3 separate regions of the Sus scrofa genome follow, and all the other regions are linked to region 2. The links are chromatin contacts, called in public HiChIP or PLAC-seq maps. All regions are on one chromosome and are shown on one strand. The core of a region is the stretch at or near the end of the contact, and the rest is flanking DNA. Distances in the headings are between cores, read along the strand shown.

Region 1 (2,700 bases), core at 11-2,510, 300 kb before region 2:
TTTGAGGCAGTGTGTCCCGGCCAGGCCCTGGGCCCTGTCCTCCTGTGCACCTGACTGGAGTCAGGCCCTCACTCCCACTGCTCAGGGCTGTCTCTTCTCCTGGGGGTCTTCCAGTAGCTGCACAAGAGAGGCCTGAGTGGGGCAGAGGTCAGGAGGGGACTTGGCCTGTCACCCCCTGACCTGGCTCACTGCTCAGACCCGCCCCGACCCTGGAGGCCGGATGACACAGGTTACATGAACTTGCTGTGTGTTCATGAGCAAAGTGCACCCCTCGGGAGGGATGAGTGGTTCTACCCGGCCCCTGCCCCCTCCTACCCTGGGAGGGTACACACCCCAGATCCTCACCGAACCTCAGGCTGCGGGGAGCCAGAGACCAGCCCTTCCCCTAACCTGATCTTGGCGCCTGGCAGTGGCTATGCCCCAGCCACGTAGCTCTGCCAGCAGCTGTCTCTACCCTCTCCCCGCAACCACAGGTTTTTAGTGGCAGCTGGAGGCAGAGTTCTCCCTACTTGCACTGTGTCCTGAGCCCCTCAGCAGGGACGGGGACATCTTGTCTCAGCCTGAATCTACACCTTCCCCCACACCAAGGCCCTGCGCCCAGAAGAGGGAGGCCTCATCCTGGGACCCCCTCTGCCCCCACCTCCCCAGACACTGGACCAGGTCTCCTCCCACAGCTGATCTCCCAGCAGAATCCTGCGGGCGGCTCAGAGGCCCCGCCTCCTCCCCTGTGCTCTCAGGGAGCCCTGTGCCTCAGATTCTCCTTTCATGTAGGGGTCCCTCCCAGCCCCGTGAGTCCTGTCTGCTGGCAGCATCTGGGCTGAGGGGTGTGAATAAAGGTGGTGTGAATCCAAGCCTGCCTGCTGCTGCTGCTGCTGCTGCTTCTTGGGGTGCGAATTTGGGAGGAGGAGGGTGAAGCAGAGAAAGGAGTGGCTGGTCTGGGGCCTAGGCAGGAGCCCTGGGCAGACCCTGAGGGCCCACTCAGCCCCTTATGCTCCCATCTGAGAGCAGGTGCTGCCATCCATGCCACTTAGTAGGTTGGGGGGCCGCCAGGAAGCAAGGCCTCTTAGTGCCAGCTGTCTTCAGAGGCGTCTGGGGGCTGGGACTGGGCCTTTCCAGACCTGCCCCTCAGAGATGTCTCCTCTGATCCCCTGGGCTGTGCTGCCAGCCTGTTCCAGAGGCTGAAGCAGAGGGTGCCCTTGGCGGAAAGGCAGGGAGGCTGGTCTGTGGGAAGTTGGCACTTAGCCTTGGGCAAATCACTTGATCCCTTGGAGCCTCAGCTCTTGGTCTTTGAGAGTCACTGTGCAGCCACCAGGGACTTACTGAGCTACTCTTAGCAGAAAACACAGAGGAGGCTGCATGGGACAGGAAATGCTTGCACCATCATAGGCCATGTTGTGATGAGAAAAACACCTTTTGATGAAAGCAGCTTTGTTTTTCAGAATTGCTGCCTCTGCATTCTAGTGTGATCACCCTTCTCCCACCCAGAGTCTGGACATAAAGATTGGAGTTTAGGATTCCAGCTGTGAGTTCCTGTTTTGCTTTTCCCGGGCACCTTTTAAAATAACCACTTAAGGGATTTCCCATCATGGCACAGTAGAAACAAATCTGCCTAGCATCCATGAGGATGCAGGTTCAGTCCCTGGCCTTGCTCAGTGAGTTAAGGATCCGGCATTTCCGGGAGCTCTGGTGTGGGTCATAGATCCAGCTCAGCTCTGGCGTTGCTGTGGCTGTGGTGTAGGCCGGCAGCTGCAGCGCCAATTCGACCCCTGGCCTGGGAACCCCCGTATGCTGTGGGTGTGGTCCTTAAAAAAATAAATAAATAAAATAACCACCTAAGAATTTAAACCCATGAAAAGTTAGCAGCCTCTGTCCCCACCCCCACCTTATAAATACCAGGTGCTTGCTGTCCTCCATCTCCTGCTCCCTTAAGGCCTGGGATGGAGGATGGCCCTTCCCTCGGCTCCTTGTGCCCCCTGGATTCTGGGATCTGAAATAATAAATCTTGTGACTTTACTTCCTTTGTGGGGATATATTGAGACTGTGCATTCAGTCAAAATGACCCCATGGGTTTCACTTCCCCAAAGTGGGAGCTGGATGTGGAGGGAGCTCCCTGCTGCCCCCATGTGGGTGGATCGTGCCCTCACTCAGCAGGTCATAATCTGCATTTTCTTAATTCAGGGTGGGCTCTGGCCTCTCAACACACAAGGGCCCCCACCTGCCCAGCAACCTCATTTGACTCCTTCCCACCTCTAGCCACTGCTCCTCCAAAGCCTCTCCAGGGCCTATTCTCCACAGAAGTTCTTTATAGATATCTTCTGAGCAGGTGCAGGCCTGCTTAGGTGGGGTCTGAAGCTTATACAATTTAGGGGATGCTTGATAAGAAACAAACAAAAAAAGTGAATAATAAATTACATCTAAAAATGATGTTTAGAATTGAAAGGAAATCACAGCAAATTATTGGAGCCTTGGAGATTTGTGTTTCTCTTGACCAAGGTCTCTTTGGGCAGTTTAGTGAAAACCATTCCCTAGAAATATTTAACTGCAACCTGGCTTCACCCTGCCTAGAAGATTCTAGGTCAGTGGTCCTCAAAGTGGGGCCCTGATGGGCAGCATCTGGATGGCAGAGGAAAATGGAAATTCTTGCTCTTCTGCTGACTGAATCAGAAATTCTGGCGACGGGGCCCTTCAGGTGACTAAAAT
Region 2 (2,700 bases), core at 56-2,555:
AGGAGGTAGTTAAGTAAGCTGTGATAAATCCCATGTAGTCGTTAAAATGATGATATACATCTATATTTACAACACCAAAAGCCATTCATAACTGAAAAAAGCAAGCTGGACAGCAGTATAATAAACCTGCAGATGAATGTTTACAGCAGCCTATTTATAACTGCCCCAAACTGAAGGCAACCAAGATGTCCTTCCAGAGGTGAGTGGATAAACAAACAGTGGTACATTCATATAATGGAATAGTATTCAGTGATAAAAAGAAATGAGCTATTAATCTATGAAAAGACACGAAGGACGCCTAAAAGAATATTCTTTGGTAAAAGAAGCTAGCCTGAAAACTCTCCTTACTGTGTGACTCCAAGCACATGGCAAACTGGAAAAGGCAAAAGCAGAGAAAGAGTAAAAAGATCAGTGGCTACAAGGGGTCCCAGGGGAGGGAAGAGTAGGTGGGACACTGGACTTAGGGTATTCTGCGTGATACTATAATGGTAGATAGACGACCTTGTGCGTTAATCAAAACTTTGAACTTCACAGCACAAACAGCGAACCTTAATTGAGCTGTGGGCTTTAGTTTATGACAACGCTGTGTCAATCTTGGTCCATCAATTGGAACAAAAGTGCCACACTAACACAAGATGTTACTAATAGTGGAAAACTGTGAGAGCGGGCACAGGGGAGACAGGGGAACTGCACTCTCGCCTCAATTTTCTGTAAACCTAAAACTGCTCTAAAAACCAAACTCTATTACTTTAAAAACAAACAGCATGATCCCTTTCATGTCAATATACATCCGTGTGTTTTTGTGCATAGAAAAGTCTGCAAGGACAAAAAAAGAAGAAAAAAGTCTCCAAGATCATAACCAAATTAACAGCAGTTGTCTCAGAATGGTAGGATTAATGGAGCGCTTTCTCCTGGTTCTTCTTGTCCTTTTTTTTTTTTTAAACAAAAGCATGCGTTAATTTCTTATAAAGAAGTAATGTTGTGAGGCCGGGGGGCCCAACACGCCCCGGAGCCGGCTCTGCCCCGCGCTGGCGCCGCGAAGGACGCCGCTCGCGCTCAGTGCCCGCGGGGCCCAGCGCCCGGCTCGGCATCTGCTCCGCCCATCGCGTCCCTCGCCTTTTCAGTTTGGGGTCCGAGCCGTTGGGGAAAAGAAGGCAGAATTCCTCCGGTGCAATTGCGTCTGCACACTCGGCTGGCGCGGAGGCCGGGAGGGCGCCAGGCAGGGGCACCTCGGGGCTGGGCCGGGCCGGGGCCGCAGACGCCCTGCGAGGCTACGGGGGCCCGGCCGCCGCCCCGCCTGGCCTTCCAAGGGCTGGAATGTTCCCGCGGCGGAGTGTACTTTGTTCTGGGGCTGGGGGAGGGGGGAGCGGGGGCAGGGCTCCAGGGCCCCAGGGAACTGGAAGGCGGCCAGCTTTCCATTCCCGGGGTGCCTTCCTGGGTGGGGTGAGGAGGGCGGGGAGAGGAGTCGTTTAGTTCCCGGGCTGGGCGGCTACGGGACAGCGGGCGGAACCCCTGGATTGCAGTGCCAGCCCTGCACTGCACGCGCGGCTAGCTGCATACCCCTGGCGTCCTGTTTCTTCGCCTCTCTGGTCCTCAATCTCCTCATCTACAAAATGGGGGTAATAATAACGATAATGGCACATAGTTGTTGCCGGGCACTGTTGTAAAGTCCTCTACGATGTAAAGCCCTCTGCAAGCGCTTATTCTACTACAACACTTTGAAATAGATGCTGTTACTATAATAATGTAATTATCTTGTTAGTATTCTAAAGTATTAGTATTTGTAAGTATTCTATTAGTAGATGAATACTCTCTTTGCACAGCACAGATGCTCTGGCTGTAGAAAGCCTGGCCCAGCCTCCTTCCAGGTAAGTGAAATGTACACTATTATTTTCACTTTATTTTTAAATTTTTTTAATATTTATTTATTTATTTTGTCTTTGTAGGGCCACACCCACAGTATATGGAGGTTCCCAGACTTGGGGTCCTCTTGGAGCTGTAGCCACGGACCTATGCCACAGCCACAGCCACTCGAGATCTTAGCCACATCTGCGACCTACACCACAGCTCATGGCAATGCCAGATCCTTAACCCACTGAGCAAGGCCAGGGATCGAACCTGCGTCCTCATGGATACTAGTCAGATTCATTTCCACTGAGCCACAACAGGAACTCCTATTTTCACTTTAAAGAGGAGGAAAGAGAAGGTCAGAGAGGTTAAGTAATTTGTCCAAGGGCACACAGCTCCTAAGTGTCCATCCTGCAAATCCAGGCAGTCAGGCAGATACCCTATACTCTTAACCTCTACAGATACTGCCTCTCTACTTCCAGGCTCAGGGGGCCCTTAAAATCTGTTTATTTAGACATATTGTGATCTGTGCAACAATTCTGAGGAAGTGTTACTACTAATAATAATTAACACGGAGTAAAGAAAGTTACAACCAATTGAGGGCTGTAATTTTCAGGACACCCTATGAGGTAGGTGCACTACTATTATTCCCATTTTAGGGATGAAAGAACTGAGGCACTGGGTGGTTGCTTCAGTTCTAGGAGATGGAACTCATTTATGGCGAAGCCAGAGCCCAAAGCTTAGCTGCATGTAGCCTCCTTTGTGGTAGTTTATAGGGAGGCAGAGTATGATTATACAGGCTAGCCTGGAAGGACAGTCCTTCCTTCTCTAAACATTGCCACAGGCAACTTT
Region 3 (2,768 bases), core at 88-2,587, 280 kb before region 2:
GGCTTTGCTGAGTTTGAGAAGACCCTTAATGATACTTCAGGATTTTGAGTGTTCCCCTGGCACATCAGAGAGGTTCACGGAACTAGGATGGTCTGTTCAAGTGGGCAGAATTGATCACAGGGTTCAAGCCATTTCCTCAGGACTAAAGGAAAAGTATAAGGGGTGGAACAGGCCATTGCCATGGCACAGCAAGAGCTCCAGAAAACAGCAGTAGGGGTACTGGTCCTGCTGGGAGCTTTTCCAGCTCAAGCGGCTTTTTAAGTTAGTTATGTAACCAGGAGGTGCCAGGCTGGTGCTGGCTGTGCACTCATCAAACTTGTGGATCCACTGCTAGTGTCAGGACAGCCCTAAAAAGGGCTGGAGTCACACACCAGCATGTTGAAGGGGGAGCAGGGCAGAACTCTAAGGACAGAGATTTTCATCCTTATATGTATCGAAATTGGGCTCTCTGGGCTGTGGCTTCATCTAACGATGCCGTAGTGGCTAAAGCAAAAGAAAACCAAATTAAGAGGGAGGTGTGTCCCTCAGAGATTTACCCATGACACAAATCTAAGGGCCAGACACAAAGGAAACTGCAGGGGAGAAAACAGTCATGGTGCAACTATCTCACAATGCTGCATGGCTTCAGACCAAATGGAGGGCCTGAGAAAGGAGAGCTGCTTTTGTTTCCCTAACAGCGTAACTGCCAATGGAAGTGAGCAGGGATTCCTAGGAGCAGCAGAGCAGGCTTTTGTGGGGGGAGGCAATAAAAAGCCTCCTAAACCACAAAGTAAGTGAAGTTGTGATTGTCTAGCTGGGGATCCTAGGTTCACAGTTACAAGAGATCCAGGTTTTGTGGGGTCTAAGGACCTGGAAGAAGCCGGAGCAAGTGAGGGGCCCCAGTGCTCAAACTTCATTACCTTCAAGGTAACTCCACCTGTGAGCTGGCTGGTTAGATGTTGGCACCCCACGGAGAACCAACCGCTCTATTTCACTTTTAGGCAAGGCTCAAGGGTCCTAGCTCCACATCTCTTTTTAACTCAGCATGGATATGAGGAAGTTAGTCCTGCACAGCCAATCTGGAATGTGAAAGATTGGATAGTAGATAGCTGTGATTTAGATGGTAGAGGCAAAGCAAGTTTTGGGCTATAACAGTGAGGGTATGTTCCTCCAAAACTTTACATCTTGATATGCCACATACAATGGTACCTGTATGGTTTTAAAGCGCATGTTATTAATCTTATTTGCCTAACAAGAATCTGAAGTGTACCTTGCCAAAACACCCAAGTGGTGTGCAATGGCCATTAGAACCTGGGGCTCGCGTCCACTGACTGTGTTTCTAATTATGGATGTTCAGTGGGTAGGATTCCAAGATCTTAGATGTTCTAGTGACTTAAATCTCTACTCCAGGAAAGGCTTTGACACCACCCCATGTCCAGGTTTCATGCACATTCCTGAAATTCCACTTGGTTTACCCAGCACCTAGTATTGTTTGCAAAAAAGGCCACAGTGCTCTTAACAATCAACTTGCAGATTAATTAAACAGATTTAAAACTAAATAGACTCTGGGTCATTACAAAGCTAGCCAAATTTGAGTAAGAAAGGGGAACGATGGCTGTATATTCATTACTTACCCTCAAAGCATGTTGCAAGAGAATGGGTTACTTGTCCTGCTTTGAAATTTCTGGATCAAAGGGGCCCTGGAAGCACAAAGCATTGTCACTTTTTCTCACAGGGACCTTTACCTTGTATACGCAGCAGTGCATTTTACAGAAGACAAATTAACTGAAGGGTTTTCTTTTATTACATCTAAAGAGCTCTACATAAACAGGTAACATTCAATAGGTAAACAATTTTTTTTTCCAATGCATGTAATAAATATTTTCACTTGGTACTTTTATACAAACTGACATTGGTCTACTATACATTTTTAAAAGCCATTTTACTGGTTTGGCATGCGGTATGGAAATTCTAAGAGAGAAAGTTTTAAGGCAATGAATCACAGATTTTAAGTTCATGGAATTTATGGTAACTTTTATATCTGTTTATATACATTTTCCCCTTTGTTAATTAAACAATTAACAGCAGCACACTCCCGGACCACCAGCTATTCTCCCTCCCTCTTTCTGAAATCTTTGTTTTCTTTTAATTAAAAAACAGAAATCAACATGTATTGATAAAACAAAATTCTTACTAAAATAATTTCAAATATGCTTTAAAGTCCTGAAGATCTTGAAGTGTTTTTTATGTGTTTAAAATTGGAACTGTTTAAAAACAATGTTTTTTTTCCCACAATTAGGAATTAAAACTCAGGATACATTTTCATTCAGTTTCAGACATTTGAGTCAAAGGAAAATCTGCCAAGAAATCACATTTTTCAGAAGCTTAAATGAATCTTTGCTAAGTAAGTCAGTAATAATAGAGAACTGTGATAAATCTAAATTAAAAGAAGTAGAAAATTTTTAACACTCAAAATAAATTAGTCAACCAAGTGTGGCATGGCTAAGGTCCAGATTGTTTTCAAAAGATGTGTTCAAATAATGCCCACAAAATAATTAAAAGCCACTTCAACCCTGCTAGTCAAACAGCTATTTTATCAAAGATGTGTGTGTGTACACACACACACATACACACACACACACACACACACAGAGGGTACTATACAGAAACACAAACTTATGCACACCTATTATGAATGACCAAAGCAAGGGGGGTGGTGGCAACTTGACTAAAGATTCTGAGACTTATTTGTCCACAGACAGCATGTCAGTGTTATTAGCATGGGTGTG

The links. HiChIP or PLAC-seq counts read pairs in DNA pulled down with a chosen protein or histone mark.
Region 1: an H3K27ac HiChIP or PLAC-seq map of skeletal muscle shows a contact between it and region 2, with 5 times the contacts expected there. The contact joins two enhancer-like sites.
Region 3: an H3K27ac HiChIP or PLAC-seq map of skeletal muscle shows a contact between it and region 2, with 4 times the contacts expected there. The contact joins two enhancer-like sites.

What each region holds. Positions count from the first base shown.
Region 1 is chr1:166,106,046-166,108,745 of Sscrofa11.1, reverse strand. CLN6 (ceroid-lipofuscinosis, neuronal 6, late infantile, variant) reads left to right here. Exons shown (of 7, transcript NM_001243614.1): 7 at 1-851. Among named protein-coding and RNA genes, the nearest start is that of CALML4, 7.6 kb to the right of the region's middle. Within about 2 kb of position 1,260, at least 22 of the 83 cell types and tissues checked have an H3K27ac peak or open chromatin away from gene starts, as enhancers often do. A contact at or near this core is called in skeletal muscle, where this site is marked.
Region 2 is chr1:165,808,461-165,811,160 of Sscrofa11.1, reverse strand. No RefSeq gene overlaps it. Among named protein-coding and RNA genes, the nearest start is that of SKOR1, 56 kb to the right of the region's middle. Within about 2 kb of position 1,305, at least 45 of the 83 cell types and tissues checked have an H3K27ac peak or open chromatin away from gene starts, as enhancers often do. A contact at or near this core is called in skeletal muscle, where this site is marked.
Region 3 is chr1:166,086,235-166,089,002 of Sscrofa11.1, reverse strand. It overlaps PIAS1 (E3 SUMO-protein ligase PIAS1), which reads right to left. Exons shown (of 14, transcript XM_003121749.6): 14 at 1,761-2,768. Among named protein-coding and RNA genes, the nearest start is that of CALML4, 12 kb to the left of the region's middle. Within about 2 kb of position 1,337, at least 3 of the 83 cell types and tissues checked have an H3K27ac peak or open chromatin away from gene starts, as enhancers often do. A contact at or near this core is called in skeletal muscle, where this site is marked.